6 separate regions of the Mus musculus genome follow, and regions 1, 3, 4, 5 and 6 are each linked to region 2. A link is a contact called in public Hi-C, HiCAR-type, HiChIP or PLAC-seq and promoter capture Hi-C data. All regions are on one chromosome and are shown on one strand. The core of a region is the stretch at or near the end of the contact, and the rest is flanking DNA. Distances in the headings are between cores, read along the strand shown.

What was found. Promoter capture Hi-C pulls out the DNA fragments that hold promoters and counts their contacts. A called contact is a pair of places that touch in the nucleus more often than the background predicts. HiCAR-type assays count read pairs that join an accessible place to other places. HiChIP or PLAC-seq counts read pairs in DNA pulled down with a chosen protein or histone mark.
Region 1: a contact with region 2 is called in a Hi-C map of the N1E-115 cell line, with 5 times the contacts expected there. The contact joins the enhancer-like site here to the promoter of Adamts6 in region 2. A contact is called at or near these places in 6 of 39 promoter capture datasets (cranial neural crest, frontonasal cranial neural crest, liver and 3 more), 2 of 484 Hi-C or Micro-C datasets (the N1E-115 cell line and bone marrow-derived macrophages), 10 of 115 datasets of contacts at active chromatin or transcription factors (the 230-238 cell line, acute myeloid leukemia, bone marrow-derived macrophages and 6 more) and 4 of 9 other capture datasets (adipose tissue, liver, macrophages and 1 more).
Region 3: a contact with region 2 is called in a promoter capture Hi-C map of second pharyngeal arch cranial neural crest, with 9 times the contacts expected there. The contact joins the enhancer-like site here to the promoter of Adamts6 in region 2. A contact is called at or near these places in 13 of 39 promoter capture datasets (the 3T3-L1 cell line, Sertoli cells, cranial neural crest and 8 more), 3 of 484 Hi-C or Micro-C datasets (embryonic stem cells, liver and nephron progenitors), 18 of 115 datasets of contacts at active chromatin or transcription factors (the SCID.adh cell line, acute myeloid leukemia, bone marrow-derived macrophages and 13 more) and 2 of 9 other capture datasets (adipose tissue and macrophages).
Region 4: a contact with region 2 is called in a promoter capture Hi-C map of pre-B cells, with 2.9 times the contacts expected there. The contact joins the promoter of Erbin here to the promoter of Adamts6 in region 2. A contact is called at or near these places in 1 of 39 promoter capture datasets (pre-B cells) and 1 of 115 datasets of contacts at active chromatin or transcription factors (memory CD8 T cells).
Region 5: an H3K27ac HiChIP or PLAC-seq map of regulatory T cells shows a contact between it and region 2, with 4 times the contacts expected there. The contact joins the enhancer-like site here to the promoter of Adamts6 in region 2. A contact is called at or near these places in 15 of 39 promoter capture datasets (the 3T3-L1 cell line, 3T3-L1-derived adipocytes, the C10 cell line and 10 more), 5 of 484 Hi-C or Micro-C datasets (nephron progenitors, trophoblast stem cells and uterus), 16 of 115 datasets of contacts at active chromatin or transcription factors (the 230-238 cell line, DN3 thymocytes, the NIH/3T3 cell line and 11 more) and 4 of 9 other capture datasets (adipose tissue, liver, macrophages and 1 more).
Region 6: a contact with region 2 is called in a HiCAR-type map of Th17 cells, with 5 times the contacts expected there. The contact joins the enhancer-like site here to the promoter of Adamts6 in region 2. A contact is called at or near these places in 11 of 39 promoter capture datasets (3T3-L1-derived adipocytes, the C10 cell line, cranial neural crest and 7 more), 2 of 484 Hi-C or Micro-C datasets (bone marrow-derived macrophages and ventral hippocampal neurons), 18 of 115 datasets of contacts at active chromatin or transcription factors (the 230-238 cell line, the NIH/3T3 cell line, Th17 cells and 13 more) and 3 of 9 other capture datasets (adipose tissue, liver and macrophages).

Annotation. Positions count from the first base shown.
Region 1 is chr13:104,741,023-104,744,687 of GRCm38.p6, reverse strand. The region is part of intron 10 of Cwc27 (CWC27 spliceosome-associated protein); the gene reads left to right. Among named protein-coding and RNA genes, the nearest start is that of Cwc27, 74 kb to the left of the region's middle. Within about 2 kb of position 1,662, at least 25 of the 459 cell types and tissues checked have an H3K27ac peak or open chromatin away from gene starts, as enhancers often do. A contact at or near this core is called in the N1E-115 cell line and second pharyngeal arch cranial neural crest, where this site is marked.
Region 2 is chr13:104,286,041-104,289,794 of GRCm38.p6, reverse strand. It overlaps Adamts6 (a disintegrin-like and metallopeptidase (reprolysin type) with thrombospondin type 1 motif, 6), which reads right to left and starts at 1,960. Exons shown (of 25, transcript NM_001081020.2): 1 at 1,795-1,960.
Region 3 is chr13:104,648,632-104,652,011 of GRCm38.p6, reverse strand. All of the region lies in intron 13 of Cwc27 (CWC27 spliceosome-associated protein), which reads left to right. Among named protein-coding and RNA genes, the nearest start is that of Cwc27, 170 kb to the left of the region's middle. Within about 2 kb of position 1,656, at least 14 of the 459 cell types and tissues checked have an H3K27ac peak or open chromatin away from gene starts, as enhancers often do. A contact at or near this core is called in acute myeloid leukemia, hematopoietic stem and progenitor cells and second pharyngeal arch cranial neural crest, where this site is marked.
Region 4 is chr13:103,918,843-103,922,794 of GRCm38.p6, reverse strand. Erbin (Erbb2 interacting protein) reads left to right here and starts at 2,209. Exons shown (of 26, transcript NM_001289473.1): 1 at 2,209-2,549. It overlaps D130037M23Rik, which reads right to left. Exons shown (of 1, transcript XM_006517803.4): 1 at 1-3,952. The coding sequence starts at 2,802. The coding sequence ends at 973.
Region 5 is chr13:104,576,306-104,580,129 of GRCm38.p6, reverse strand. No RefSeq gene overlaps it. Among named protein-coding and RNA genes, the nearest start is that of Cwc27, 240 kb to the left of the region's middle. Within about 2 kb of position 1,414, at least 17 of the 459 cell types and tissues checked have an H3K27ac peak or open chromatin away from gene starts, as enhancers often do. A contact at or near this core is called in regulatory T cells and uterus, where this site is marked.
Region 6 is chr13:104,761,895-104,765,424 of GRCm38.p6, reverse strand. The region is part of intron 10 of Cwc27 (CWC27 spliceosome-associated protein); the gene reads left to right. Among named protein-coding and RNA genes, the nearest start is that of Cwc27, 53 kb to the left of the region's middle. Within about 2 kb of position 2,119, at least 15 of the 459 cell types and tissues checked have an H3K27ac peak or open chromatin away from gene starts, as enhancers often do. A contact at or near this core is called in the 230-238 cell line and Th17 cells, where this site is marked.

The DNA.
Region 1 (3,665 bases), core at 413-2,912, 460 kb before region 2:
TTTAGGAATATTATTTTCCACTACTTACAAATTTGTCAAATATTTCATTGTTCTTAGTTTCAAATCTCATTTCTTGTTGTCTTAGAACATACATTGTTTGATTTTTAACCCTTCTAAGTATATTTAGGTTTGTTTGTGGACTAATATTTGGGATTGTTTCCTATGTATTGAAGAGATTGAATTTCACACGTGAATGAAGTATTCCATAGAGAACCTATGCCTTTGATTGCTCACTACATGGCATGGATAGGAAGAGAAGGGGCAAATTGTATAACACTAAAGTCAAGATTTGTGTAAAGCCCCTCCCTGTGGTCATTCCTCTTTCTTCCATATTAGGAAGTAACCCAGGGGAGTGTGCAAACTTCCCCTGTATCACATAGCTAGTGAGGTTTGAACTACAGTGCAGACTTGTCTCTGGGGTTTCAAAGTATACAGAACTTACCGATGAGAAAGCATACATAGTATTTGCTTTTGCTATTGTTACTGTAGTTGTTATAAATACATTGTGCAGCTTTAATTCACAAGCACTTTTGCAATGTGAATTTACACTTTAAGAGGCCTGCTTTTCTAAATTATTGGTATACTTTTAGTGTGGCTGTTGAAAGAAGATAAAATCTTAATGATGGCAATTAGTATTTTATCATTAATTTGCTCCTAACATCAGAGGGAGTAAAGCCAATCAGAATTTGAACCACATAGAAGACATGGGTCTAAGTTTATACACAAACTCAATGGTCCTAGCAAAGAAAGCCTAGTGAAGCATTTTGACAGATATGCAGTTGATGGTTAAGAAGGTATTCTGCAGACCAGTGAAGCATGAGAGTGCAATCTCAGCCATAATATTCTAGCACTTCTTGGTACGTTTGCCCTCAGGTGTAGAGTTGGACCCAGGCTTTACTGCATGGTGTAGCAGAACTGACTTCCTCTCAGCAAATGGAGCATAGGCTCCATAAAAGAAGAGGAGAATGGAAGGGTGTTCCTAGGCCTCCAGAATGTGTTTGTTGATCTGCTTTTGTGTGTTCGTTACATTACGTTGAATACTCATTACCAAATTACCAGTTTCATGCCCTTTTGAACTAATTTATTATTATAAATATGCCACATATTCATTCTCAATGCTGAGTAAAATACCAACCCCAAAGCAGCCACAGAGTATGAAAATTCATGAAGTTATGGAAACTGCAGAAGACTGCCCTCCTCACCCAAAACATTCTTTCTATCCCCTTTAACCTATGTATTAGAAAAACCATCTGAAAACTCCTTCTGTTACATGTGCAGTGAAGGACCATTCCTCTGAATCCCAGAGAATCTAAATTTGTTTAATAATGACTTTGAGAGAAAAGCTTGACCAACCCATTTCTTGGTTGTCTCCTAAATTTTTAGTATGCCCAATTATCAATATATTGAATTTTGATCAAATGTAAAGTAGCTAAATAATTCTGGTAGTGCTTTGTACAGTTTTTTACCTAGAAGAATATTAATAAAACTATGCATTACTTCTGTAACATTTCTTTGAACCAGGGGTCCTCAAAGTCACCAGACTGTCTGCGCCGGTTCTCCAGGGTGCGCGTTAGAGAGAGAGTCTCAGTCCTCACTCTGAAGCTGTAGGAGGAGCTGAGTCAGCATTAGGAGCTGTAGGAGGAGCTGAGTCAGCATTAGGAGCTGTAGGAGGAGCTGGAGTCAGCATTATGAGTTTTAGCAAAGCACCAGGTGGCTCTGGTATTTGCTATAACATTTAGAAATGCCATTTAAAGAATAATCAACCAAAAATACACCTTTGTCTATTTTTTTCCTATGCTGTCTTTAGTGATATATATTCAGTATAGCTTTTGTTTTAGCGTTGACAGTGTAATGTGTATAAAAGTGTTAGTTTTATTCTACCTGGTCTATTCTTTGTGACTCTAGTTATTGTATACGCTTTTCTATCTAATGTGTTACTTATTAGCCATTTCTTACCAATTTATCTTTCTGTACTCCATTGTTTCTAATTATCCACACTATATCTGTAAAGTATCATCTCTCTAGATCATGTGATATATGTTTTGTATGCATACTTGGAGTATGCACATATGTGCACCTGTACACATGCAGATCAAGAACATCACACATGTATCCCTTAATCACTGTCCACATCATTATTGTTACTATTATTTTACTATTGTTATTTTTGAGACAAGTTCTCACATTGAACCTGAAGTTCACTGTTTTAGCTAAGACTTGCTGGCCAGTGAACTCCCAGGATCTGTGTATATCTGCCTCCCAGTGGTGGGTCTACATGGTCATGGCTGCTCTTAAATGGGTGCTAGGGATTTGAACTCAGGGACTTCTGCTTTTACTCCAAGTGCTCTTACCCACTGAGCTATCTCCCCAGCCTCATCATTTTAGATTTTGATATGGCTGTCAATGTCATAAGTTTATATGATATGCTTAGCACAGTTCTTAGGAGAAATTTTGGACTAGAGGAATAAAAAAGCAGACATGGAATTCTAATTATATTACTTCGTTGATTATAATTTTATTGAACTTTTTCTATAAAAGTTTGTTTATTCATAAAATTAAGACAAATATTGAATCTTGCCACATGTCCTACTGGTCTATTAAAGATATGTAAGGGCCCATGAAGACCAATATGCAGTGTATTTTATAAACTGGTAGTTTTATTCATGAGGCATGAATCAAGCCTAAATTAAGAGCTCATATAAATAAATATAAATAAAGCATCTTTCCCATTTAGACTGATGGAATTCACTTTGGATTTCACATTAGTTAAATTAAAATATGTTTTATTAGGTGCAAGTAGTTTCCAAAGTGCTTTTCCTGGCCCTTCTTGTCCTCATTCTCTGGGGGGGGCAGGGGGGGGAGGGCTGTTCTAGCAGGTCAGACAAGGTTTGGATGCTGCCTGTCTGCCAGGTAGTAGAGGAGTGGGAAGACCAGGGCCAGGTTGTCTATCATGGAAAAGAAGACCCAGAGCCTGCAGCAACCTTGGCATGAGTCAGCCCTTCTGTAAGGCCACTGAGGTTACAGCTTGTCTCAGCTAAGCCCCTTCAGCTTTTTGGAAACAATCTGAAAATTCATTTAGAGCAAAGATTTAAGTGTAAGTTAGTGTTTTTATAAAAGTCAGACAGTTCAAAATGATGGGCTCTACAGGTGCCCTAGAGCCTGCTGTGTCCACAAACTGCCACATTATTTACAGTGTGTCTGTATAGCATTAGAAAAGAAGAAAAGCAGGTTTAATTTGTTTCCTCCTCTTCCTCTTCCTTCTCTTCTCCCTCTTCCTTTTTTTTTTCTAGGTTTATGGTTTTGTTGTTTATTCTTGGAAGACATAATTATATGAATTCCTCTTCTCCTCTCCCCTATTTCTACCTTTTCTCTCCTCTGTCTCCTCCCCATGGCTATCAGGAAGGACAATTTTAAAAGTAAAATAGAGGTACAAGTTTATATTAAATCTCCAAAATTACCCTCTTAGTAGCTTAGTACATACTGGCTTCGTTGACTCATGCAGAAGCTGAGGCATCCCAGGCATGGGTCAGTCAATTCCAAAATGTTTCCACTAAAACTGGAGCATTCTTATTCTTTTCCCTCCCTCCCTTTCTTTCAGCTGGTCTGGACCGGTAGTTTTATCAATCATACAGCCCGTTTCTAAGGTGGTGGCTAGTAGACCTTCA
Region 2 (3,754 bases), core at 711-3,210:
ATTATAAAAGATTTTGATCACTTATAAATTTTGTAAGATTTGTCACCAAAGAAAAGTATAATTAAACACAAGATCAAAACTTATCTATTAAGAAAAGCAACAATACAAAACAAAATTCCTCAAAATAAATCTCTAAATTCCATAATTCTCTCAAAGCTAAAGGTAAATACTTGTATTGAAACATTTTTTTTTTTCGTTAAAAAATGACTTTTCTCTTCCTTGGTATTAGTGTAAAATACTGATAACCAACTTTGGTTTTGGATTTGTTTTTGTAAAACTATGACAAATTATCTACATCTTTTTTCTCCCCCTTCCCACAAAATCCAAATATGCTATTACCTTTCCTCAATATGATAACTCAATTCATCTGTTGCTAAGCTCACAAACAGCAAGATTTGGCACACAGACCCACCCTAAACCACTAGTAGCTACTTTTGGTTGCTAAGGAAATGAAGAGGAAGTAGTAAAAACAGACAAGAATAGAGAGAAATTTTGCAGGTTTTTAGACTAAACATAAAAATTATTTACAATATTTCAGTCTTAAATGATTGGAAGATTTACTCTGAGGAATAACAAAAAATATTAATATAACTACACAGAAAAATTTGCTGCCAGTTGTGATAAATGAATGATTTGCTTTAATGTAGCACACTCCAAAAACATCACTACTATTCACATGTAAGCATCAGGTTAATATAAACAAGGCTGCACTGCTGCTTTGGGGAAAATAATCATCTTCAAAATTAATTTTCTAAGACGCCTTTAAGTTTTACATTGCCTTTCTTTCCCTGTCATGAATTTTAAGGGCTCCAAATTCACCACTAAATAGTTCAGTCTAATCAAAATAATCTTAAGAAAAGAAATGAAAAAGAAAGAAAAAATAGTACAAAAATTCTGAACACAAGAGAGTAAATTGAAAATTATATTCAGTGTATTTTTTTAAAGTTCCAAGCAATGGTTTGGTTTCCCTTTTCTCCCCTCTTCTCTGCACACCCTCCCACACACAACCCCCCTTCCCATTCCACCTCATCCAGACAGAGGGTAACAGTCTGAGCTGCCCTGGTTGAGTTGATCCTAAAGTTAACATTCAGCAGCCCATTTCCAGACAGCAGCGCTAAATCTATTTGGATAAAACGCGTGTGACCCAGACAGTTGGCATTTGGCCCAAACGCGTTGCACCAGCAGCTCAAATAAAAACAAGAGTAAGAAACTTACTCTCTTGTTCCCTCTCAGTGTGCTTTCTTACTCTGGCTTGCTCTCTTTGCCCCTAATACAAGTGGACAGCTTATCAAAAACATGAATTATAGCATATATTATCAGAAAGATTTTCCAATACTCCCTTCAGCACTCTTGTTCTCTCTCCCCAGTCACTGAACTTCAGTCTTATATACCATATATACAGACATACTCTGATAAACAAGGCTCCAGAGAGTTATGAGTCTAGCATGGCCCAAGTGGGCAAAAGTAAATCAAAACCACACGCTTTCATCTCTTTGATTAGCCTATTAAGAGCTTAACATATCCTAGAGCATCGGTGCTCAGCCAGCACACTACTGCTACCCTGAGAGCACAGGCATGAAATATGCACTTGTCTGAATACTAAAGACACTGACATGAAACGGATTCTCAGAAGGCAATTTCATAAGTCTGGAAATCGATTAAAAACACACATCATCATTACCTTCTCCACGCTATCTGGTGATTAGTTAAAAGTCCACGATGATCATAATCAAGTCCACTTCGCACAACATGCAAATTCATACAATAAGCGCGTATTTTCACATTATAAAATACCTGTAAGCCCCGGAATTTTACATCCACGAGTAGACTAGAGTTTAAAAGATTTCTATCTGTAATGTGAGTTTAGTGAAACTCACTTCTTGCCATAAAGCACGCACGCGCGCGCAGACACAACACAGAGAGTGAGAGAGAGAGAGAGAGAGAGAGAGAGAGAGAGAGAGAGAAGAGGGGGAGGGAGAGAGAGAGAGGGAGAGAAGGGGAGAGAGGGAGAGGGAGAGGGAGAGAGAGACAGAGAGAGAATATCTAAGCGTTTTTCGGAAGATAAGCAAAGCACAAGTTGTTGGGTTTTTTTTTTTAAGGTTTCATTGAATATTGTGAAGTCTTCCTTACCGTTTTCATCTTCAAATTCTGATAAAAAGTAAATTTCAAACAATAGAGATTGCACTGGACGACTCACGTATTCTTTTCTGTCTTTTCTTTTTGCCTGCCCGCCCCCCCTTGCAAAGCCACACCAGCCAGTTATTCTGCAGCCAGAATAAAACCCTATAGTCTCGCTAACTGGAGTTTTAAAGAACAGACTTTCCGATTTGGCAGTTAAAAAAAAAAAAAAAGAAAAGAAAAGAAAAAAAGAAAAGAAAAGAAAAAAATCCGTTCAATACATCCAAGGCTATCAACCTGAGAAGTGCTTTGCAACCCCCAACTCCCTCCCTCCCCCCACCCACCCCCCCTCAAAAAAAAAAAAAAAGGAAAAAAGAAAGAGGAGGGGAAAGGCTTATTAGGGGTGGAAGTGGTGCCCTCTCTTCCTGGACAGCTTAGTGCCTTTGCTATGCAAATAACATGTGCAGAGCATCAAAAGGTATCAGGAGAGAGAAGACAAGAGGAGCAGGAAGGGCAGGAAAAGTTTTGTTGAAGTAGCCCTCGAGCTCACTGCCGGCCCCAAGCCAACTTCAATTGCAGCAGAAGAAAATTTTGGCAGCTTTCCTCAGAGGCAGAACAAACTGACGTCAGTCTGCAGATGTGCCTCGGCTGCGTCGGGTGCGCATGTGTCCTGGGTCGTCACGTGGAGGGGGAGGGGAAGTAGAGGTACAATCGGGGTATCCAACCACCAGCCATTCAGAAGGGCTTAGACAATGTCAACTTTTCCACCCTGTGAATGAGAGAAACTCCGGCCCTCTAACCTCTCTCCCCTAACCCACCCCGCCTATTTCCTCCTCCTCTAACCTCTTGCGGAGTCTTGTCTGGTTTGTTATTTACAGTTTCTTGGAAAAAGGAAAGGCACGGGGTAGGGGGTGGGGGATGGGGTGGGTAGACTAATGTCACTGTTAGAATTTTTGGTGTCATTCTCTGACTTTTGTTTGTTTGTTTTATTTTAATTTCTGCAGTAAATATTTAAAAGTTATTCATAAATTTTGTCATGTAAGGAGTCAGATCAGTAGAGCAAAATTTCAAGACTTAAAGACATGAACAAAACGCCTGTGTGTTGAATATATACTTCAACAAGTGAAAATACCACCAAAAGAATAAAAAGGAAACGAAATTGAGACCTGCACATTTTCCATGTGATTATCGACTTCAGGTTATGTGGACCTATAAAAGGAAAAGGGGGTGGGGAGTATTGCATTATTTCCAGATGAGAGACTAGATGGTGTTTTAAACTGCACCAGGGAAAGCCACAAGTGAGGGGGCGGGGGGGGGGGGTGTTTTAGTTGTTTTTGTTTGTTTGTTTGTTTGTTTGTTTTTGCTTGTTTGTAGTAGATTGAAAGAAACTTCAATGATTGCTCAAAAGAAAATAAAGCCTAAGTCAGCCCCCTAAAAAGGTTGGGGGTGGGGGCCGCAGCGACAACACGGGAGCCCTGCTGAGATCTCAAGATAAACAAACAAAACATTTAGAACCGGTTCTTCTTGCTTTCCAATCCCACCTCCCCCTCCACATCAGCTGCCAGTTCAGCCTTTAAAGATAAAATACCACCCCGACATAGCACTTTCACTTTCATTTACCAGGAAAAAGCCCCTG
Region 3 (3,380 bases), core at 407-2,906, 360 kb before region 2:
CCATGACCTCATTGGGCACGGGTAGTTGGCTAGGTTCCCAGTACCAAGCATGGTTTTCTTCCTGTTGAGGAGACTGGAAGTCCTATTAGGGAGCTGTTGGTGACTGCCAAGATATGGGTGCCACTCTTGTACCCTTGGGGATATTTTGCTATCCTGGTCATGGTTGTGGTTCTAATTATAACTGCAAAACAGAAAGTTTTCATGAAGAATGGTATTGCTTTACAGTTTTCAAATCACTAATGTCTAGCATGATAGGAGCAGGTAGATTCTCTTGTGCACTACGTAATGTTGTGATCTTTTAGAACATAGACTGTGAAACATATCAACAGGTAAAGAAAGGTGTTTGCCACCAAGGCTATCAATCTGAGTTTAGTCACTAGGACCCACATGGTAAGAGAGAACCAACTCCTGCAAGATGGCCTCTAGCCTCCACATGCATGGGGCAAGTAGCACATGTGAGGACACAGATACACAAATAAATAAATGTAATTTTATGATGTCACTATATGCTCATGGAAGGATTCGAACAACACATAAATGTCCTAGTGCCCATACAGATGACTTTGACCTTGTAGACACAGGCTTCTCATACCATACTTGGAGAACTGCTGGAACTCCGGCTCTCTACTTATGTGCTCATCTTGGTCCCTGTTTATCAGAGGGTATGACCAAACATGTTGGTCCTGGAAGCTTTGATCCCCGGTATCAGTTTGATCTCAAGTAGTTCCATTATAGTACTTTATGGATTAAATGTGTTGGATACAGGAAATACCGTGCAGTGCTTACAATTTTTATCATTTTTTGTATTACTTATTTGTGCCTAACCTCTCAAAATAGACTATAACATTAGTCACATCTTATTGATTCTAAGTGCTTCATAAGAGTTGTCTTAGCTGGGGTTTTAGCTCAGCAACATTTTGGGATACATAAATAAGACAAATTAAGTCAAACTGATCTTATATAGTATTTAATGAAATGTAATTTGTGATATCTGTGCCTGACATATAATAGACTTTCAGATACTTTTTCAGACTTGATGCAGATTTTTCCTAAGGAAAGGAGTGTTTGAATTTGTGCCACATTGTTCCCACTGGACCTGGGGGCCAAGGTGCAGCAAGCACAAATGTGTGTGCAGAGCTGTATAAACTCCTCTGCGGTACCTTTCCGCTATTTCCCTTGCTGTTTGAAAGTCAGTGATCACTTTAATATGTCCTGTGCTTGCCTTCTGACCTTTGTGCATTTATTTCAGGCTGTTACTGGCTGCTGAGATTTCAGAGTTCCCTATATGATCTAGATAAGATTTTCTATTTTTCTCTCATGCTTTTAATTTTTAATTTTTTTACTTTTTATTTGTTTATTACACTCATGAACAATGTTTCACTGGTCATTCAGTGTCTGACTGGCACTTCCTTTTCTTTACGGATTGCGCTTTGAGTGGTCATATTTAAGACCTCTTTCACAGAATTTTCGTTTTCGTTAATTGTTTTATTCTTTTACAGTTAGATCTGTTACTCATGTTTTGTAAGGGACTATGTGAGATATGAGGTTCAGGCTAAGTTTTAGTTTCTTCTTTTGGGTGTTTGGATGTTACAACATAATTGTTTCCAAACCTGCCTTTCTCTCCTGAGTGCCCTGGCTGGCCGCAGTCGGTGCTTGGTTCTCTGTGGTTTGTAGACTATCCTGTTCTGTTGATTGGCATGCGTATGCTAATGCCTCATTGGCTTACTAAGAGCAGCTTTTGAAACCAGGGAGTAAGTAACCAGCTAATAGGAGTCTTAACACTTTTCTTTTCTCTGAGTTGCTTTGGCTCTGCTACTTGTTTTGTCTTTCCATGTAAACTTTAGAGTCAGTTTCTCTTAAGTACAAAATAAATCTGCTATGGTTTTATTTGAATTCCATTGTTTATTAATCAATCTGAGGAGAATTGGTGTCCTTGCCACATTGGCTTTCCAGGGTTGAGTTTTAGATTTTAGTGTTTCCCACAGGTCCCTAGGCTCAGTTAATTGTTTTTGTTTTTTGTTTTTTTTTTGTTTTTTTTTTTTTCACTTTTCTCTAGTTCAGAGGGGATACTATATGATGATCTATCTTCAGACTCCCTGACCTTTTTCTCCATCACAGATGCCAGGATACCGAACCCATCCAAGTGGGTCTTCAGCTTTATACTTTGTGTTTTTCAGTTATTCTTACTTGTCTTCATCCTACTTTTCGGCATATTCCAAGAGTATTTAGCCTTACTTCCTGAAGGCTTTTGTTTTTGCTCGTTGTCAAGTAGTGCCAGTGGATAACATTTCATTATTGGTAGCTGTGGACTGTGCTTTCCCATAGCGCTGCGATTCTCTTCCTTCTCTACATGCTAAGTGATATTTGTTGAATCCTAAACATTTGAATATTTCCCTATGTATTTTCTGCCTGATGTTATTCATAGTCTTCCTAATCCCAGGATTATATGAATTTGCGTCTACACCTCGCTAGTATTTTGTACCATTATTTTATTTCTAACTTTCATCAGAAGCACACCTGGAACTGATTTGGTATGTTAGGCTAACGTTAGAACTCTTAGGTTCTAAACTGCATACTAGAATGTGAGTAATCCTGCTTCTTGCACTGAAGGTCTTGTGTGTATTTTTAAGTTCATTTCATTATTTTACATTGATTTTTTTGTGTCTGTTCTTCTGCCAGTTCCCCGTTTGTAATGACTATTAGCAGCACATTGCTGACGTGTGTGTGGGAGGCCAAGGTGGGCCCTTATTGTTCTACCTTTATATTTTTACTCTCAGAGTTTTCGTGGGTAATGTGCTACATTCTTACTTTCTTTTAGTTATCCACACCTGGAAGAAACTTAGACAATAGACCATGGAATCAATAAAAAAATAAAATTAAAATTAAAAAAGCCCCATTATTTAACAGGTGGCCTCTACCTGAATTGCAGCCCTGGTGCCAGGAAGGAAATAATTAGTCTTCAGACAAACCCTTCAAAGACATGGAAAAGATCACATGTGGAAAATAACTAGCATTAGAATGAAAAAGACTGGAATACGGGGTTTTAATTGCCATCTTTCTGGTCCTAATCTGTATGTATTCTTAATGAGACACTCGGGCAGGTGTTTTTCCAACTCTCTATGCACCAGAAGCACAAGAAATTTTAACAAAGTCTCAGAGTAAACTGTCACAGCTTTACCTGCTGTAACTCTATAGAATGCCTTAAGGATGGCCACGTATAAATGCAAGCCACAAAACCCTCGCTGGAGACTCCGTCCTTCAACTACTCATCAGTTTGAATTAGTAATAATCTCTTCCCTCTCTGGTACTACTGTAGATAACCACCAGTTAAATGTAGCAATAATGTTTTGTTCTTTGCTTAGGTGAATTATTTAAACTGA
Region 4 (3,952 bases), core at 960-3,459, 370 kb after region 2:
TCTATCCTACTATCCCTTTCCTCACATGGTGCTGGAGATCAAACCCAGGGCATGGTTTCTACTACTAAACTACATAGGCAGTTACATTTAGTAGGGTCTAAAGCTACAGGATGCAGTAGTACTGGAATCCCAGGAGTCAACAGGGATCTCACTGGATGGAGGCTGCTTCATCCAGGACACTTTAGGATAGAGACCTTTTGATCATAGCCTTGCCATTGAGCTCTGATCAAACTCCAAACATTTTCCAAAGATGGTGTAAAACAAAACGTTCTCATGTCCGTTGAAACAGTCTGTACAAATACACCGTTTTTAAAATATACAATGGCTAAGATCCCTATTAGTATAAAATAGATTCCCAAGATGAAATGACCAGTTCTGCCATTCCCGGGGCTGTCATCGAATGTTTTTCAGAGACCGCTCTGAAACCCTGGTACCACTGTCCTCTACGGGCTAAGAATCTAACGCTCGTGTTAGTTAATTCTAGCAGTTTTGGGTGTAGTTAAAATGCTTCCACTTCAATTCAAAATGATTTGAATATCTTTGGAATTATTCCAAGTATTTGTCTCTGGCGTAGAACTCAACTTTAGTAAATAATTCTTTGGTGGACTTCGTGAACTCTTTCCCTTGGATGCAAGCCAAAACTCATCTGTAAGGCATATAGCTTTTTATTCAAAGTTGGTGATGAATAATTATCTCTGGGCTACAGACGGAAGAACTGAACCAGTGGCTTGAAGGACCCAGAGGCTAATTACCATCCCTGTGCATAGTTAATACAGCAGAGTGGGGGTGGACGATGGTTTGCCCAGAATCTATTCCATTCCCTCGGGTAAAACAAGGATGTTCTGTCTGCTAACATACTTAAAGCAGTAACTGTAAAAACGGCAATGTTATGGTTGAAGCTTTCTAAGCCATATGTGTTGACAGAATGCTTAAGTCTCTCTCTGCAATAAACGCAAACCCTGCCAGGCAGAACTACCAGGGCCAGCGCGACTGACTGAACGACTGCACGCCCGAAAGCGTAGGGGCTGGAAGGCTTCGCGGCGCTCGGAGTGCATCCAATGTTTCCTCTAACAAAGGCACCGTCTTGAGGCAATTTCGCGGGCCACGCTCCCCGCCTCCCAGCACCAGCTTTGTCTCCTCGGAGGGGCCCCCGGCCGCGTCGCCGCTTGCAGCAAGCTCGGAGGCCGGCCCGGCGTGGGAAGAAGCTGCACGGAGCAGCGGCGGTGGTTTCCTGCAACCTGAGCGTGCCATTAGAGGCGTCGGAGTGCTGCAGCTGAAAGAGATACCTGCTGCCTGGAAATCGGGGCTGCACTCGAACAACCTCTTTGCACCAATTACGGTCGTACAAAGAAACTCGATCGGCCCGGGCGGCGGAGGCCTCGCGGGGTCGTGGGGGGCGGAGGGGAGCCCGGCGGCCCGGGCCTCGGGAGGGTGGGTGGCGGGCCTCCCGCCGCGCGCCTCCCCGCCGGCCCGCGGCCCCCGGCCCGCGCCCCCCGCCGCCGACGTCGACCGCGTAGACCCCGTGCGCGCTGACTGGCTCGCGCCGGCCTTCGCCTGGCTGTGGGCGGTTGGGGCGCCCCCGCGGGAGCCCGCCCCGCCCCCGTCGCCGCCGCCGCCGCCGCGCGCAGCCTCGGCCCCCTTAGCCGCCGGGGCGGTGGCGCTGTTGCCGCCGAGGCCTGTGAAGCAGAAACTCCCTCCACCCCGGCCCGGCCCGGGTCCGCCTCCTCCTTTCTCTCCTCCGCCTCGCCTCCCCTCTCCGTCTCCCGCTCGAGAGTGAAGGTGGCGCGGCGGCGCGCGACGCAGCCTGGGCCCCCGGCGCGGGCCCGCGAGCTCCCGAGGAGACCGCGCCGCCGCGGCCGCGACCGCAGGGAAAGAGGACGGAGGAGAGCGCAGGGACGGCGGCGGGAAGCCCGGAGGGTTCGAGCGCGAGTGGCAGAGACAGGGCCGGCCGGTCGGACCGCCCGACGGACGGTCGCCTTCCAGCCTGCGCGGCCGGTCGGCTCCGGCTCGGAGCGGCGGGGGCCGGGCGGGCGCAGGGCGCGGCCGGCGCACTCGAGACAATACCCGCGCGGCGCGGCTGTGGGGGCGGAGGCCTAGTGCGGCCCAGGCCGGCCGAGCTCCGCGTCCTCGCCCCCCGTGGGCCGCGCGAGGTTCCGCGGCTCGGGGCGGGCGCCGTCCCCTCCCCCTCGGCGGCGCGGCGCGCCACCCCGGGGTTCCGGGTTCCCGGGCCCCGAGCTGGAGCCTGCTTTTCACCCAGGCAGGAAGTGAGTTTCGCACGGCAATTCCGGGCGGTGTCACGAGTGAAAAGTTTTTTCCTTCGGCGGAGAAGCGAGCCGGGGCTGGGAAACTCCTGACACAAGTCGCGAGCAGGAAGCCAGCCCGCACCCCAGCCCCCACCGGAGCAGCCGCACTGCTGCGGCCGGCCGGGCGGCAGCTCCACATCCGCCTCGTCCTCACGGGAGCCTCGGCGGGGCCCGGAGCCACTGAGGAAGGGCAGGGAACCATGTCAAGCCGAGCCTCGGGACGGCTGCCCTGAGACACCCTGAGAGGTAATTTCTTTTCTTTCTTTTTTTTTCTTTCTTTTACGGGAAGCGTCGAGCCAAGTTCGTGGGCCGGAAGCGACGGTACTTTAGTCCACCTCGCTCTGCCCGACTCGTCTCCCTTCTTTCTCCCGTGCCTTGGCATTTTAGCCGCCGAATAGTAGAACTGATTTCTCCCCCTCGCCCCGTCTACCGTCTGGATTCCTTTCTTTTTAAGACGGGGATTGTAAGAATGCGGTGGGACGAAAAGTTTTTCAGCCATCGGAAGAAAGAGTTCCTTTGTTGAGCAGGAGGGCCAGAAGTTTTAGTGCTCCGGGACGTATACATTGTATATCAAGTTGCTGAGGCTGGCAACTTTTGTTTCCGAAGAAAGTTGAGTCTTCTGGCTGCGGGGAGAGATTGATTCCCTCTCCCTGAGATGGCTGCCACATTTGTTTATGTTGGTGCCGATTGTTTTGGTTTTCGCGTTAATCCTACGCGGAGGTCGTTTCGGTAGAACACGTCTGGTTCTTTGGACTTTAGAAACCGGCTGCCTGCCATTCCCGATTGCTTTTTCTGGACAGCGAAGGCGCCGCTTGTAGTAGTAGTAAGTCGTGCGTTCTTTTCAGTCAGTAGCTTAACAGTGCTTGTTTGGTTACTTGATTGAAGAGTAGCTGCTAGATTTTTCTTGAAACTGGCGTTCTAGGAAACAGAATGTCGTAAAGATTAGGGATGAGGACGGAGAAGGATATGGCTACAAAAACAAAACAAAACGCCAAACACCTGCAAGTAGTTGATTGGTCAGGACTTGTATGCAGTTCCGAATAGGAACAACACTGGAAGGGAAGCGAAATAAAACCCTTAAAATTTTCAGAAGAGTCACACTGTGCGGAAAAAGCGGCGCTGTTTTGCAGTTGTATGTGTGTTGGCCCATCTGTTTTTGTTTGCTTCTGCCTAATAAGTGATAGGTACGGACTGTTCGGGCAGGAATTCGTGAAGCATGGCAGACATTCCACCAGTCAGACCTAGGGACGCTTCTGAACCGATGGAGTTTTCTTTATGGGTAGAACTAATTTTGGTTGCAGTAAACCCTGCTGTCTTTTCCCTTAGTAGTGTTTCAATTGTGTGTGTCTTTTAAAGTTTAATTTGCTCCCCCTGCCTCCAAGTACTTTTGTGGTAAGGGAAGTGACAGGTAATACTGTATTTTAAATAAATATTAACTATAGGTAGATGTAGCTTAAGCTTAAATTGGTGTTTAATCAGATATTACCAGAATAATTACCAGAAACCTGAGGAAAAAGAGTTGACTTCCTTTAGTTCAAAAGAAGAAAGGTAGGTTTTAAAGATCAGGATCAAGTGAGCTCACAACTTGTTCTTGGCTGTTTGGCTTTCATTAAGTACATTTCAAAAGGAGAATCGTTCCAGTATTTATG
Region 5 (3,824 bases), core at 165-2,664, 290 kb before region 2:
AATACCTGCCAGCTCATACGGGTTGTGTTACGGCTTAAGTCTGAAGCGTTTCCCACCAGTTCATGTTTTGATGCGTCTTCCTCAACTGCTCTGGGAGGCTGAGCAACTTGAGGAAATGGACCCTAGCTGGAAGAAATAACTCACTGTGTTATGCCTACTTAGTGCCCGGAATCCTCTCAGCATCTAAACCATGATTTGAGGGACCTCTGCCACATTCTCCAGCCACCGTGAACTGAATGCAAATAGCTCACCTCTACTTCAATACTCCATAGATGCTCTACCCGACACCATGTTGCTTCCTTGTTAGGAAAATGGGTTCAGTCTGCAAGTAGCAGCATCATTAGATGCTAGCTAGTGCCCAAACCAAGAAGGTCATTCAGATCAAATCATAAAAGTTGGATGAGAAATCAGTGACCTTCTGTACTGGCTGGTTTTGTGTGTCAACTTGACACAGGCGGGAGTTATCACAGAGAAAGGAGCTTCAGTTGAGGAAATGCCTCCATGAGATCCAGCTGTAAGGCATTTTCTCAATTAGTGATCAAGGGGGGTGGGGTGGGGGAGGGCTCGTTGTGGGTGGTGCCATCCCTGGGCTGGTAATCTTGGGTTCTACAAGAAAGGCTGAGCAAGCCAGCAAGAAACATCCCTCCATGGCCTCTGCATCAGCCCCTGCTTCCTGACCTGCTTGAGTTCCAGTCCTGACTTCCTTTGGTGATGAACAGCAACATGGAAGTGTACGATGAATAAACCCTTTCCTCCCCAACTTGATTTGTTTTTTTTTCGAGACAGGGTTTCTCTGTGTAGCCCTGGCTGTCCTGGAACTCTGCACACCAGGCTGGCCTCGAACTCAGAAATCCGCCTGCCTCTGCCTCCCAAGTGCTGGGATTAAAGGCGTGCGCCACCATGCCTGGCCCCAACTTGCTTCTTGGTCATGATGTTTGTGCAGGAATAGAAACCCTGACTAAGACACCCGCAGAGCTGGAGAAGACTCCACACTTAAAGCACATGTATACAAGGAGGGGAACGGCATGCAGTTCAGAACCTAAGAACCCACGCACATGCTCACTGGCTGAAACAGCTTCAGCCCGGCGAGGCAGAGTGGGCTGTCTAGTGAGAGGAGGGGAAGTCTGGGTTTGACTGGAAAACCCTGCCTCCACCAAGAAGAGAGGTGGGGGGGGGGCAATTTAGATATCAAACTTGGGCCCCTATAGGAACTCACATATGTACTGTATGCATGAGAATGTACACACATACGATATGCAATTACCACACTAATACAAATGAAAAGAAATGGAGAACGAAATCTGTTACCCGCATCCATTTGGCCTTACGATGGGGAGAGCTGAGCCACTGCTGAATGGTGCGGTAGTTTCTACAAAGCCTGTGCCTTGTAGCTCTTCCCTCTCATTTCTCAGAAATGTCTTTTACTTTGTTCTAGCTGCTCCAAAAGTCAGAACTAACATCCCCCGCAGCCCGCCACACACATACACTCAGAAGCAAGCTGCTAAATTCTGGCTACGGGGGACAGGTGCCCAGGGTGAAGAAGCTGGGCCAAGTGCTGATCAGTCCACAGACTCAGTTCTGAGTCACCAGGACACGCTGGTCTTGGAGGTGTATAAGACACAGTTCCAGTGTCCCTTCGAGGGAAGGCTGAGCACAGGAGTTAGAGGTCTCCCAGCTCTTCCTCTGTCCAGATAGTCTTACACATACGGAGCGGTGTGTCCTGTACTCATCACCTGTCCAGCAGTCTGGCAAACGCTGGCCAGAGTGGTTTATAACATCTGGATAACTGCTTCCAGATGTGGCCTTTCCCTGAAATACTTGATTAAAAGTTTCACACTCAGCATCTTGTAATAAACTGACATATACAGAGAGTGTCTATCATCTGGACCCAAGGGGCTCTTCAAAGATGAGAGATAGGACGGTTTCTAGATCCAAACAGCAGAGTAGGACTGTGTGGCCAGAACAGGCTCCTTTGACTCCTCGTGACCAACCATCAATCAAATGGCGCACAGGCAATAAAGAGAGAGGGTGGACAGGACAGATGCTGAGAGACAGACGCCATTGATCACCAGCAGAGGCTTCAGAGAGCTGCTGTCCCTTCTGAGCCCCGGCTTCTGTGAAAGGCGAGGAAGGAGGGCAGCGCACACTAAGAGGTGGCACCAGGAAGGCAGGTTTCAGTCTTAATTGCTAGTTGAGTTCCGTGAACACAGTGCACTATTGTACTTACCGCAAAACGGCCAGCAGCACACAGGCTGTCGGTTCCTTTTAGTCTCCAGACAAAACAATAGTATGCTAAAAATTACATGTGTTTGTTTGGTGTGTGTGTGTGTGTGTGTGTGTGCACGTGCTGACGTTCACGGGTGCGCACACATGAGCCACATGGAGGTACCTCACGGGGTCAGGAGTTGGTCTTCTTCTTCTTCTTCTTCTTCTTCTTCTTCTTCTTCTTCTTCTTCTTCTTCTTCTTCTTCTTCTTCTTCGTTTTTCAAGACAGGGTTTCTCTGTGTAGCCCTGGCTGTCCTGGAACTCACTTTGTAGACCAGGCTGGCCTCGAACTCAGAAATCCTCCTGCCTCTGCCTCCCAAGTGCTGGGATTAAAGGCGCGCACCACCACGCCCGGCAGGAGTTGGTGTTCTTCTTTTGCCATGTGGGTCCTGAGGGTTGATGGCAGGAGCCTGTATTTTATGAGTTATCTGACCTAACAACTGCATTTTTAAAAAATATAAACCACACAAGCAGTAGTAAATGCTTATGACATGCTCCTTTGAAGAGGAGTTCAATTTTCCACCAAGTTGAAAACAACTCTGAGGTCATCTAACAGATCCAAACAAACCCTGAGGTCTTCTCATCGTTTAGAGCAAAGGGTCATGAAGATTGGAGGGTCAGGGGGAATGGAGGTTTCCTAGACCTCAGGTTAAAATCCCCAAGTCTGGGAATCAGGGAGACATGATAATCCACACCTAAAGGGTGGAGGAGGTTCCGTGACATTTGGAGATGTCATTTGGCTATCTAGTTCAGACTCTTTCACTCCTCAATGCTTCCCACCCCTCCCCACCCCCCGCCCCATAACCTTGAAAATTATGACCAGGGTAAATGAGTTATGTGTAATGGACGGAGCCATCTGCACTGTGTGCGGCAGCGAGATGCACGTTCCTTGTTCAACTGCTGGGTGATCCTCTTTACAATCAGCTTGTGAGTCAGGGATCATTGTTATCTTTATTCTGGAGGACAAGAAAATTGCAGCTCTGAGCTAAATAGCTGACCACAAATCTTAAAACACAGACCCGGTGTTTGAAAGACTCATAATCAGCCTACCTCCAAAGGTGTCTCCTAACAATGGCCCTGTTATTTTACCTTAGAATTCAGGAAAAAAAAAAAAAGCATGGAAATTATTTTTTTGTTTCCATCCACACTCTTGATGGTTACACCTGGGGTGTGCCTTGTTTACTATGCTCACAACCGAGTCTCTGTCCAATGTGGCTCACGGCTGCTCCTGATGGCTGGACAGGTGTTTAGCACAATAGCCCCTTTTCTCCCCATCTGCTTCTCCTTGCATGGCGGGGCCCCGACCCGTCACGGGCGGCTGCTTCCCACATGTGTTTGCAGCCCCATTGATGAGAAATGGCAGAAGCAGGTATTAAAGGCAGAGGTTCTGGCTTATTGCTCTGAATGTATTAAAAACCATTCCCAGACTCCACATAAAGAGTTTTACACACACAGCACATATGATACAAGGGAGACAGAGAAGCAGACGTGGGGCTAACCACAGCGAGACATGTAACCACAACAGAAGTCTGGGGAGACGGGTGCAAAGAAAGCTGCTT
Region 6 (3,530 bases), core at 870-3,369, 480 kb before region 2:
AGCCTGCATAGGTACTCTCTTAGTAGCATAGAGACACATCTATTGTGATCCAGATGAGCAGAGTGGAAGTGGAGAACATTATTAAAAATTATAGGGGTGTTTTATGTATGAGTGTTAGATTTATTTGTATAGTTTTATTTTTTTTACTATATATAAAGCACACTGGTGAACTATACTAAACTACCAACAATGGAATATTTCTCCCTAAATTTTTCACTGTTTTTTGATGTACTAGCTTTGTATATATATAGTACTATTTAAATATTCTAGTTGTAAATTTTAGTTTCCAAAAAATTCCTGAACAAATTGCCATTTTTTTCTATTTAAAATAAAAGTCTAAACCACACTCATACAGAATTATAGACTAGGTCAGAGTTCTCCCTTCTTAAATAAATGTCCGTAAAACAGATGTAGTCCTGGCTACTCATGATGTCTCAGGCACTCAAACTCTGTAGATTGCTGAACATTTGGCAAAGATAATTATATACCTTGGCTCAGGGTGTGGAAACAGCAAAGGTTTTTACTTTTCATTATGTAAATTAGCAGTGGAAATAGCTATATTGCTCTATGATGTTATCTTACTAAATATAGATAATGTGCATTCATTTCTGTGAAAGGAAATAGTTTGCCACAACTAATGGTTAGATATTTGTTATAACAAATTATTCATCATTGGAATATCCCATATCTTTCAGTAGTTTTTTTTTTTTTTCTGTAAACTTCTTTAGGGTTATAAATTGATCAACTTCTATGGCTTTATTTTATAAGCCATTTTTCTGATTTTTATGAACCCCCTCCTCCTCCACCTCCTTCTTCTCTCCTCCTCTTCCTCCCCATCCTTCTCCTCCTCCTCCTCTTCCTCCCCATCCTTCTCCTCCTCCTCCTCTTTTTCTTTTTTTTTAAGTGTTTGTATCTTTGGTTGGGTGCCTGTGGAGGTCAGAGGCTTCATATCCTCTAGAGCAAGAGTTATAAGAGGCTGTAAAGTGTGTGATCTGGGTGATGAGAATTTGACTCTCACCCCCGGCAAAATCACAATAATAGTACAGGGCTCTTAAACACTGAGCCATCCCTCTAGCCCCTATTTTATTCTTGAATAAAGAAAAAAGATAAAGATTTTATGGTACTATTTATGCTGTTTTTGTGCTCATGTGTTTTTTGAACTTGTTTCTTGACACTTCTGATATGTGGATAATAAAAACCAAATGAGATTTAAAGCTTATTTGGCTAATTTTGGTGATAAAATAGACATCTCACATAGTACAGGAAAGATATTCAGAGGTGGGTGGAATGGCATTTTAAGGAAAGCCCTCACTTGATAGCTCTTCCTGTGTCGTAGCCCAGGCTGGCCTTTTGCTCTTGGCATTACTTCTGCCTGAGTCGCTAACATTCTGGTATTAGAGGAATAAGCCACAATGCTCGGCTAAGTAAAAATCTGAAGAAGCTACAAGCTACCATATAAGTTATACGACACACCCAGTTCTACAAATATGTGAATTTTGTATTCAAATAAGCAGATAGTTCATTAAAGCCACGAGACTGCACTGTATTTTCCTTACAACATTCATTAAAGAACAGGCGTTGTATCACTTAGTGAACTTCTGCTAATAGCTTACAGGTAAGTTTATTCTACGGAGGCTTTCTTCTCAAGCTTCTTGATGTAACCTGATGCTCTTTAGTGGCTCTAGGAGACAATGGAAGGGAAAAGGGAGAGGTGAGTCTCAAGGCATTCGGTACAAACAGCACTGCCTGCCTGTAGTTCTGTGAGCTCTGTATCCTATTTTTAGGCCCTACTTTACAGTTATGTTTTTACTTTCATTCAATTGCTAATCAACAGTTTCCTCTGTGAAGATGTTTTTGCCATTCTTGGAACCAAGTAGAATTTTCCCTTTAATAATAGTACTGTTTGTAGAGGTCCCAGGCATATGACCTTTAAAAAAGAGAAAAGAAGCAAATCATGTTCCTAAGTTAGTGTGTGGTTAGAGGAAGTTGGCCCATTCACATCAAGCCTAATTTGATGTGAGTTAGTACAACCTTTGACAAAAGTTTGTGGTTCACAGCTCTGTCTGGAGGGAGACAATACATCATATTGTGTAAGTCACCCAACAGAGGAACAGTATTGTCAGTAACAGCTCTTGAGTCGTCATTCCTGAATCTGGTGATATAAAGACCGCTTCCTTTTCAGTACCTTTAGATTTGTTTGCTGAAGGTGGAGCCCATCATGGAGAACAACGCTAAGTTTAGTAAGGCTTCTGTGATGTTTCTATTTCAGAAGACTTGTATTTATCTGAGTTACAGGACCGTTTATATAAACGAGAAAGTAAGAGTTTCCATATACTGGGAGAGCTTTTGAAAGGGTGCCCTTTATGCTTGCCACTTCATCCCCACCCAGTGTTACAAACAAACATTCATGTCTGCAGTAGGCCATTTGTGGGTGTGTGTAACTGTGCTTCAAGACATTCAATCTCAGGCCTTTTCCAGTCCCAATGAGGATGGTTCAAAAATGAGTGCTCACTCCATTGTCATTTAGCAAGTTCAGCTTTTAAGGCTTATGAATGTATTTTTTAATAATAGTAAATATAGCAGAGGGTGGGCACTTCGTATAAAATGACAATACTGTGACCACTATCAAATTTAATTGTAGTTTTGTTTCTTGAGATTAGGATTTAGAAATGATACATTCTTGAATAGCCTACTTAATTACCCTGGTTTCACGTGTGCAGGTGTAAACACACATGCACACACACATACACACACACACACACAGAGGCCAGACTCAGGTCTCCTTGCACTATGTGGCTCCTGGGGACTGAGCTCAGGTTGGCTGGCTTGGCGGTGAGTGCCTTTTACCTGCTGAGCCGTCTCTCCAGCCTTTTTAATAGAACCATGTGTCCAGTGAAATGTTTACAACGTGACCTCACTGCTTACTTTGGCTACCAAAGTGTCAAATTTGATCTTCAAACTAATTAAGATTTAAATTCCTTTTAATGGATAACACAGAAAAATTATTAATGAATTTACCATACTTAATAATTTGTATTGGGGCAAAAGAGAAGGCTCAATGAGTAAAAAGCCCTTGGCAAATACATGTGAATCTCAGAACTTGGGTAGTCAGCACCCATGAAAGTATGTGATGGGTGTAATGACTCTCCTGCAATCCCAGTACTTGGGAATCTCAAAACTCGGATCCCCAGAAGTTGGCTAGTGAGATATTGAATGAGCTCTGGGTTAATTCAAGAGCCCTGCCTCAATATATAAATTGGAGAACACTCAAGGAAGACTGTAGATGTCAACCTCCAATCTCCACACCCACATACATATACATGCACACAACACATACTGCTATTAATAGCAGAATGGTTTGTCTTTGTAGCCAAGTATTTCAGGCTAAAAAAATATACTTTGCTGTTGTAGTTTCCATTTAAAAAAGAGAACAGAAACCTCGCCTGATAGCAGTCTTTCTTATATACAGTTTTATCACTTACTGTAATGTGGAATTGTGCTAAACTTCTTCCAACATATGATAGCTGGGG